Regions from separate parts of the Mus musculus genome. Here regions 2 and 3 are each linked to region 1. A link is a contact called in public Hi-C data. All regions are on one chromosome and are shown on one strand. Each heading gives the region's core, a stretch centred on a gene start, on an enhancer-like site or on the middle of the called end of the contact. The rest is flanking DNA. Distances are from core to core; before and after follow the strand shown.

Region 1 (2,991 bases), core at 176-2,675:
CGGGAGCAAATCTACAGATACAATCAGAAATAAATAAATTCTGATGACCCACTAACTCCTGACCTCTTTCCAGTCCACACTTGCCCAGGTCTCCAGCAACACCTTTCTACTCTCAAATGCTATGGAGGCAACTGTGTCAGATTGTAGATGTAATTAAGATCATGAACTACTTGTAATGTTATTGCTGTTGTTGTTATTATTGTTGTTAACATAATCATTAATTCAAACCATTTTGTCACATATAGCTGCTTGTTTTTACAGCTACATACTATTTTGTGTACTACATCATCTTTACCCATCAATCAATTCATAAACCCTTAGGATGTTTTGATTTCTTCTTTATAAAATAGTTCATTTAAAAGTATTTGTAAAATGTTCAATTAACATGAAATCAGTGTCAAAGGATATTAAAGTAGCTCAAGTGATGTCAACTGTGCTGTTTTTCATCTTTTACAATGCTAGGTGCTTCAGATGAGCTGATAACTCTGAAAAAATTAGCAGATTATACAACCTCTTTAAGTATTCCTTCCTAAATAAAGTAGATTAGCATTCAACGATCCCGATCAGAGTCATTCTTATGCCTTGACTTCTTGTACTCTTTCAAATTGTTTGTAAAGACCTTCTATACAAACATCACAGGAAATCATTGATACATGCGTGCATATGCACACACACACACACAGACACACACACACACAAGACTAAAGGGTGTGGATAAACAAGGTTACATTGTCTCTAAGGCTATGGAGAAAGAGATGGGACAATGGAGAGCTTGGGAGCAAGTCTACAGATACAGAAATCAGTTTCACACAAGAAAGGGCAGCAATGTAGGAAAGGGAAGGGTACAAAGTGATTGCAGAATCTTCCCTAAAATGAATGCTTTGAGGCAATTTCAATATCTGAATAACAAAAAGATTGTTAGCAGTAAATAGGACACTAAAAAAAAATCAATTATTCATGTAAAACAACTACAGCTGACTTCCACATTATTGAAGGAAATGTATTTGTCTGCTTCACTCCAAGTGTACATTATTTTTAAAGGAATGTTACAGAATTCAGCCAGAATGGAACATGAGAGAACATTATGTAAAAATCACTTCTTGTTTCAAATCTCTCAAAATCCCTGAGCCCTGTATCAGTACAGGCTCCTTACGAGGATGGAGTTCGGAACAATGTATAAAGCACAAGCGTTTGCTGTAACGATAGTCATTCTTGATTCACATTTTCATAACATCCTATTGTAATGTCCCTACCATGTTTATGCTGAAACACAACAAGGCTCTGTCAGGGATCCAACAAATGTGAAGGAGTTGGAGTCAATGTGGAATTCTCGATGTTAATATTTCCTTTCTGACCAAATGAGCTCCACATGTTTTCTGCTGCGACGAATCTCCTTCCTGTGGAATTAGGCATGCTCTGACTCATTCTTTATTTTTTGAGCACAACAATTTAATCCAGAGTAGTCCTCATTTCACATAGCCTGGGGCTCTTGGTTCATCGCTGTCTGCTGGCATTAGTGCTAAGCTACAGGGCAAAGGTGTGGAATTATAAGAGAAAGGTTCTCAGTACCCAGGTGCAGGCAAAAAAGCCTTGGCCAGTGACCTGCTAGAGAAAGGCTGTAGGTAGCCTGAGTCTGAAGAGAAAACACTGCTCAGATATCTGTTGATCTGTAGGTGTGATGAAATGCTCCAGAACAAATTTATGACATTTACATTAGACCTTTGGATTTAAATACGATGTGGCTAAATCTAAACAGCAATAAAGTGGAGCATGGAACTCCAGTGTGAATGTAAGGAGATGGTCATGAAGCTAAGGAATAACGGCAGAGATTCAAAACTAGCTCTTCAGGCCAAGAACTGGGTCTGAACCTTTTCACTACTCCTTCTAAAGCAGGTTGTTGCATAGGACATGAGAGCACAGATTAAAACATGAATAATGTTTTAATTACAGGTCAGAAAACTCAAGTGATTGTTAAGTCAGCAAAGCTGAGATAGCAACAGCTTCATCTACAACCAGCTCAGGTCTCAGTATCCTTTATCCTAGGCCTATCATTGTCTCCATCACTTCGATCACTCATGAGAACTAGATGCAGCCCATCACAGAACTCTGTAGAGTTTATAATAGTGAGCAAATATGGCACTAAGCAGAAAGTGAAAGACAGTAGGTATTTAAAGGACTGAATCATGCATTTTTATTTTTGTTGCCACCCTATCTAACGTGGTGTTCCAAGCATGATGATCCAGGCTGTGACCTACAGACTGTCTAGGTTTCTCTATTTCTATTTTCTTGTGAGTCACAATCACTGAAGAGGCCTGGTGCACGACAGGATTACATTGACAATTTGAAGAGCTTGTATGCCAGATAATGGAAGGGTAGTAAATGGCTGAGTGCAAGAGTGGGGAAAATGTCTTTGTGATTGGGAGGCTCATCAAGAAGTTCTTATGGGGTTCCCACACCAAACAACAACCTGATAGGCTGATGCTTTTGTTTCTATCAAATTTCAGAAATCGAAACCAAATGTGAGCAGAGCTAGCAAAACTTGAAAGCACATGTACAACATGTGACCCTGGGGGCCAGGAAAGTTTTTCAGAACCCTATGCTATCGGAGTTGCAGTGTGAGTGTGAGACACCAGATGTGGGTGCAGGAAAGAGAACCCAAGTCTGGAAAAGAAACCAGTGCCTTTCTCTTCTCTCTCACACATCTCTTCTCTTTCTCAGGCCCCAGCAGACATGTATATTTTGTTTTCTTCCAACTTATTAATCAGAAACTTCAAAACACAGAGACAACAAATCTAGAAACATTCCTTTTTGTTTGTTTGCTTGTTTTCTAATTCAATAACTCTTTTTATTAGATATTTTTTATTTACATTTCAAATGTTGTCCCCTTTCCTAGTTTTCTCTCTGAAAATCCCCTATCCCCTCCCCCCTACCCCTGCTCCTCAACTCACCCACTCCCACTTTCTAGCCCTGGCATTCCCCTACACTGGGGCA
Region 2 (2,991 bases), core at 281-2,780, 120 kb after region 1:
GTAAACATTCTTGTGTCGTGCTTACAAAAATAATGAAAACGGACCTCAGCTTACATATTTTTATATACTGTCAATGTTAGTATTCAGCCTTCACAATGATATTTTCCCCTGGCCATAGGTACTATGTTTTATTATAGATATTTATTTTATTTTAGGAAAGCTGATGTTAACATAGTTTAGCCTTCACATAAAAGCTCAAATGAAGTAGTGCTCCAAATGATGTCTGTTAGAAATTTAAATGTTAAAGCAATTTCAAAACTTTTCTTAACAAGCAGATTCACTGCTAAATCACAAGACAGGTTCATTAAAAGACGATTAGTAATTTATAAAATATATAGTAACAATAAAAATAGTCACTAAAACTTCTATATTTTTTAATTGTGGTAAAAACTGGCATAGTAGGGTTTTCTTAATATGCATTCTTTGCTTCCTAACACTTGAAATTGTCGTAAAATTTAGAGAACATGTAGGATTTCCCCAATTCTTATTAGTACATGCTAGCTACTTTTTAGTAACTTTTCTAAATTTTGAGCACCCTGAGTTAAAAGGTTTTGAAAAGTCATTCTGCCACCTTGCGTTCCGTACTGTCAAGGCAGTTTTGTGCTTCTGGGAAACCACGGGAAATTTTCTGCCAACAGGGAAGTCTTAATTCTGAATCAGAATTCTAGAATCATCCTGGACTCCTCTGCCTGTATTATTGTTTCCAAGTTTTCATGAACCTATCACAGATATTTGTAACTCAATATATTCTTATGCCAGAGTACGGATTCAATTCTCATTATTTTTACTAAGATTTTGAAAGACAAATAACAAAACTTTAATTGAAACCATATGTGATTCTGTAAAAAAAAAAATGTTTTCTTACATATTCTTAACTGAATGACTAATTGATACATGAAAGTATACATATTGTATACTTTTTTAATGAAATATAAACAAAGAAAAACAAGCTTATATTTTAAATACTTCTTTTGTGTAAGTGGTGAACAACTTGTGTGTGTGTGTGTGTGTGTGTGTGTGTGTGTGTGTGTGGTGTGGTGTGTTTTGAACTCAGAAAACTAGAAAAAGCAAAACTCCAAAATTCCATAAAAGAAAAGAAAATAATACAAAAACCCAATGATAACAAAGGATTGTTGTAAATCAAGTTGAACATCAATAAATAGCCTCTCAAACCTACTTTATTGTGAGAACACAGTATGTAGTCTCAAGGCTATTGATGCAGGGCATCTTCATAATGGTTGACCTTGCTTTCTTAGGCATTTCTTTCCTTGATACGGAGACTCCTGAACTTTTTGTATTTCATTCTGTTCTTGAAAGTCATTGAAGGACTACATCAGAAATGTATAGATATGACAGTTGGGGTTGTAGGGAAAAGGTGGTTACGGTACTAGTCATAATCTTAAAGGGCCTTTTCCCTCCTCTTTCAGGGGGACTTTTAACTTACCACAAAATAACTGATTTGTGTGACTACAATCCCTCTGAGGAAATGATCAATGTGAACGGTGTGCTACTGCCATCTTGTGTCCGAAAAGAGTCCCTCAGTTTCTGTAGCATGCTAGTTGGAGTGAGGAATTCAGAAATGTTCTGAAACTAGCCTTCAGGCTTTTGCAGTAGAATGTAGGAGGGAGAACTTTAGGCTGTGGGTCTCACGAAGCAGCTGTTAAACCCAGAACGCATGACATTCTTGAAGCTGCCAGGGTGTGCATGACTTAACCTGCTCCCCTCGGACTTTTACTCTGAGATGATACTTTTAAAGTTTCGAGCAAAAATTGGAAGTCAGAGAAAGCAACAGATGAAGGCAAGAGAATAACACTTTATCACTAGAAACTACATGGAATTTTCAAATGTTAGAGCCATAACATTTTTCTCTAAGTCTTAGTGTATTAATCCAATATAGTCAGTCAATGCTTCAAAACTTGGGGTGCTTGAATTTAGAAAAAAAATCTTAAAGCCATCAACACTTTCAAAATCCTTTAATTCATTACATTACATCAAAAGAATTCTCAGCATTATGACTGTTAAATATCAGGCCAAGTTGCTGAGAGGATTTCACTATTGTACATAAATATCCAAAAGATGACCTTAGTACTTAGCTATTCTCAAAATCTACGCAATGTAAGAACAATCATGAATATTAGAAAGAGCACAGGAGTGACCCAGTGCTAATCTGCCAACCCAGCATGAACTTTCAGCATCCTCAAAACGCCAAGTACATCAAAGAGAATTCCTCACTCTGGAGAAATAAATGTGTCCTGAATCTCAGTGGAGAGACCAAGTATCACACTACTTCATCACCCAGAACTGAATCTACAAAATTATCTCAGCTATAGAAGCAACACCAGGTATTATGGGAGTATGTCCAGTCATCCCGTAACTTCTGTGACTGAAGGAATCTGAAGTAATCTTTTGGCTGAGAACTGGTCTTGGCTTTGCATTTGAAATCATAGGCAGTGATAGGCTGGTTTTCAGGCCAGGCACCGCCCACTGATGGATGCTTCTGCCTGGCTGCAAGCTGATCATCTGCAGATGGAGAATTGGGTCTCTGTTATCATCATTTCTTTTATCTGAAATCAATCTACTCTTGTTTTTAGACTTTGATCCTATAGTCAGCCTCCTATAAGACAGGCTTTGCCAGCACATCTATACAAAGATGAACTGCTAATGGGAGCCTCAGCTAAAATAACATGCACGGGTTTCCAGGCTGACTGTGACCCATCGATCCTTCCCTTAGCAAACATGTCTGACGTCAGGACCCCTGTACCTGTGCAAGTCCTTGCCAGAGAGGAGGCTAACAGGCAGAGCTGGCATGGACGTTAGGCTGCATTGTTCTAGTCTTGCCCATCTGATATTCCCGTCTGAGAGGAAGAGCTGTAGGAACTGATATAACTTTGGAAAGCCATACTTCCTTCCACTTCATGGTTCTTGACCAATGAAAACAAAGCACCACCAGCGGCAACACCAGATTTGCTTAGAAATCACAATAACAGACTA
Region 3 (2,991 bases), core at 277-2,776, 72 kb before region 1:
ACCTAGCATCATTTTGTCTTTCTCTTCACCATGTAAGTGAACCAGAGGTTTACTTATCTCCAGACTGACATAGTCATGCATATTTTCTCTTATATTTCATCTGGGAAGGCTGGACTTCCATACAGGATGGTAGTCATCAGAATTTCTTGTTATAACTGGCTTCATAGAAGTATACAACAGAGGTGACAGGAAGACGAGAGTTATACAACATCACTGATGACACTTGGTATTAGTCAGACTCAATAAAGGGGTTGCCTTCTCTAAATGAATGAAGATAAATGATTTATAAGGAGTTCTAATGTTGTATTAGTCAGGGATTTCTAGAGTTACAGAACTTATGGAATATCTCGTTATATTAAAGGAAATTATTGGAATGACTTACAGTCTGGAGTCTTAACTAACCCATTAGTGGGCACTTTGAATGGAAATCCAAGAATCTAGTAATTGCTCACTCCCACAAGGCTAGGTGTTTCAGCTGGTCTTCTGTACGAACAGGAATCCTGAAGAAGTAGGTTCCAACAGATGTGCTGGGAAGTAAACACAAACAGGCAGTGGAAAAGGAAGCCTTCATTATGTAGGCCTCTACCAGAGCATATGGCCCAGATTAAAGGTGTGTACCACCATGTCTGAACTTAAGCTATTCTTTACTTGGAATTTGCTCTGTCTCGTGCTCTTCTTGAACTCAGAGATCTGCTCGCCTCTGTCTCCTGTCATTAAATGTGTATACCCACCTTGCCAGGGCCTAAGGTTTTCGTAGTTACTATGTCAAGATCCAGATCACAAGCCTCAAGATCTGCAATACAGGTGTGCCCTACATTTCTGGATTGTAGTTCATTCTAGATGGGGTCAAGTTAACAACTAGGAATAGTGATCATAGAGGTATAAGTCAGATTTTAACTATGGTATACATGGGAAGAAAGTACATACAATCATAAATAAGATAACAAAGAACAAACTTCAAAGGAACATTACAAAATATAATTTACCTATCAAAAAGATCTTTAAAATGTCACCAATGAGAAAGTTTATGAGACCAGGAAAAAAAAAGGAACATTTTTAAATACATCGTCCATCTTCTTCATTCATTTTATTATTTCCGCATTTATTCATTCATGACACAAATATGTGGTAATGTCCTCTCTTAAGCCTCTAGGCTTTTATTAAACAAAGTAACTGTAACCACGAAGAGGCAAATATTTCATTCTTTGCTTCATGATGTTTACAATTTAATAGCACAAATTATACCCTTAAAAAAAAAAACCAATTGACTATAACCCTGGTAATAAAGACACCAACAATGTTTACATAATTCGTAAGTGAAAAAAAAAAACTATATGTAACAAAGATTAATGTAACATAAAATAATTAAATAAAGTGCATAGATGCATTCAGTTATTTAATCAAATAAGCTTAATTTAGGGCTTTGTTGTATCCCTAGGTTCATTCTAAATCATTAGGCCAATGCATAAACCATGTTCTAACAAAAACAGATGGTCCCCAGCACACAGGGCCACTCCATCTGCTCTGTAGTTCCACATGGGAATGGCTTCCTTTTGCTTACCAGCCCATCCCTGGTTCCAAGAAAACATGAGCCTCTTAAGGTCGAAAATCTAGTGGCTTGCAAGTCAGCTGGCAGTGTTTCTGCATTTTTAAGCAAGCTTGGATATCGTGGGGAGCTTAGTGTTCACTCTGAAACTGACCCTTCTGAGCCAAGTTCAGAGCAGTGCGAGTTATCAAAGCTGACAGGCTTTTGGCAAGTTGTTGAAGACTTTCAGGCCAGGATCCTTTCCAAACTCAGATGGGAACAATTAGGATAAATAATAGTTCTTGAAATGGCTAGTTCTTACTATGCCTTTTAAATGTATTTAGTGTGCAATAATGGAATTTATAGCTTATCTATAGCACACTATCTATTCAAAAGAAAACAGGATCTAATTGAAAGGTGAGACAGCCTTGAGAATTGCTAACCAAGAGTTGGGACAAAAATAACAAAGAGGTATTTTAAAAACCCTTACTTTTAAGATTTTATAAGACATAACTAAGTAATATACTATATATATACACATATATATCCTTTATATAAGTAATATACTATATATATATATATATATATATATGTATCCCCTAAACTTGTACCCCAACACCAAAAGCAATATTTAGGAAACCTTGTTCAAACATACTACATAGACAAAACACATACAGACACACAATTAAGGGATTATGACTACCCCTGCCCCAATAATCAAAGCTTTTGTTAGTATGCAATACAGACTTCTAAAGCTAGGAAAATATTGAGGATACACACATGATATTGGTATGCAACAAATTCAAGACACAGAATGGATGCAAACAAGAGAGCAACAGGAGATGCAAACCTTCTATATCAAGAATAACTCACTTGGTGTTGCTAATCTCTTGACTTCCTGCAGACTTGCTTTTGCTTTTCTTGGTTGTTTTACTTTATCTGTCCTAAGGGCAGAGAAATACAACGATCTCATGGTTGACATTCCAAACTTGGCCTATTAAAAAAATAAGGCTTTGACCCAATTAGTTGCAAGTAGAGTCATTAAACTATCGTAACACCTCTTCAGTGATTTTGTCAGCTTGGTGTTCTCGAACTTTTAACAAGAAAGATTATTGTTTATAATTATGCCTGAATTTTTAAGCTGGGTTAAAATGTTATTTATTTAAAGTTATAAGTACAGCTATATTTTCTACATATTAATAATTAGTTTTTGTGTGGTTTTTGCAGATATATTTTATCCATCATATGAATATCTTTATTGGTATAAAATGATAGTAAAAAATGTTTGAAGAGTATAGGGAAGTGATTTGTATTTCATATATACAAAGAGCTTCTTGATGACATGTAAGTGATCTGGTTGTGATATCAGTCACCCTATTGATTGTCACGGTTAAGTCTGTTGATATGTTTAGATAAGTGGTAGACCCTTCTCTTATTGCTCCATGCCTACCCTCTCAATGCACAAG

Evidence for each region. A called contact is a pair of places that touch in the nucleus more often than the background predicts.
Region 2: a Hi-C map of uterus shows a contact between it and region 1, with 2.4 times the contacts expected there. The contact joins two enhancer-like sites. A contact is called at or near these places in 1 of 39 promoter capture datasets (the 3T3-L1 cell line) and 8 of 484 Hi-C or Micro-C datasets (the 3T3-L1 cell line, 3T3-L1-derived adipocytes, adipose-derived mesenchymal stem cells and 3 more).
Region 3: a contact with region 1 is called in a Hi-C map of uterus, with 1.9 times the contacts expected there. The contact joins two enhancer-like sites. A contact is called at or near these places in 1 of 39 promoter capture datasets (the 3T3-L1 cell line) and 5 of 484 Hi-C or Micro-C datasets (the 3T3-L1 cell line, 3T3-L1-derived adipocytes, embryonic fibroblasts and 1 more).

Annotation. Positions count from the first base shown.
Region 1 is chr16:86,764,851-86,767,841 of GRCm38.p6, forward strand. No RefSeq gene overlaps it. Among named protein-coding and RNA genes, the nearest start is that of Gm32461, 40 kb to the right of the region's middle. Within about 2 kb of position 1,426, at least 27 of the 459 cell types and tissues checked have an H3K27ac peak or open chromatin away from gene starts, as enhancers often do. A contact at or near this core is called in uterus, where this site is marked.
Region 2 is chr16:86,881,196-86,884,186 of GRCm38.p6, forward strand. No RefSeq gene overlaps it. Among named protein-coding and RNA genes, the nearest start is that of Gm32624, 66 kb to the left of the region's middle. Within about 2 kb of position 1,531, at least 25 of the 459 cell types and tissues checked have an H3K27ac peak or open chromatin away from gene starts, as enhancers often do. A contact at or near this core is called in uterus, where this site is marked.
Region 3 is chr16:86,693,080-86,696,070 of GRCm38.p6, forward strand. No RefSeq gene overlaps it. Among named protein-coding and RNA genes, the nearest start is that of Gm32461, 110 kb to the right of the region's middle. Within about 2 kb of position 1,527, at least 33 of the 459 cell types and tissues checked have an H3K27ac peak or open chromatin away from gene starts, as enhancers often do. A contact at or near this core is called in uterus, where this site is marked.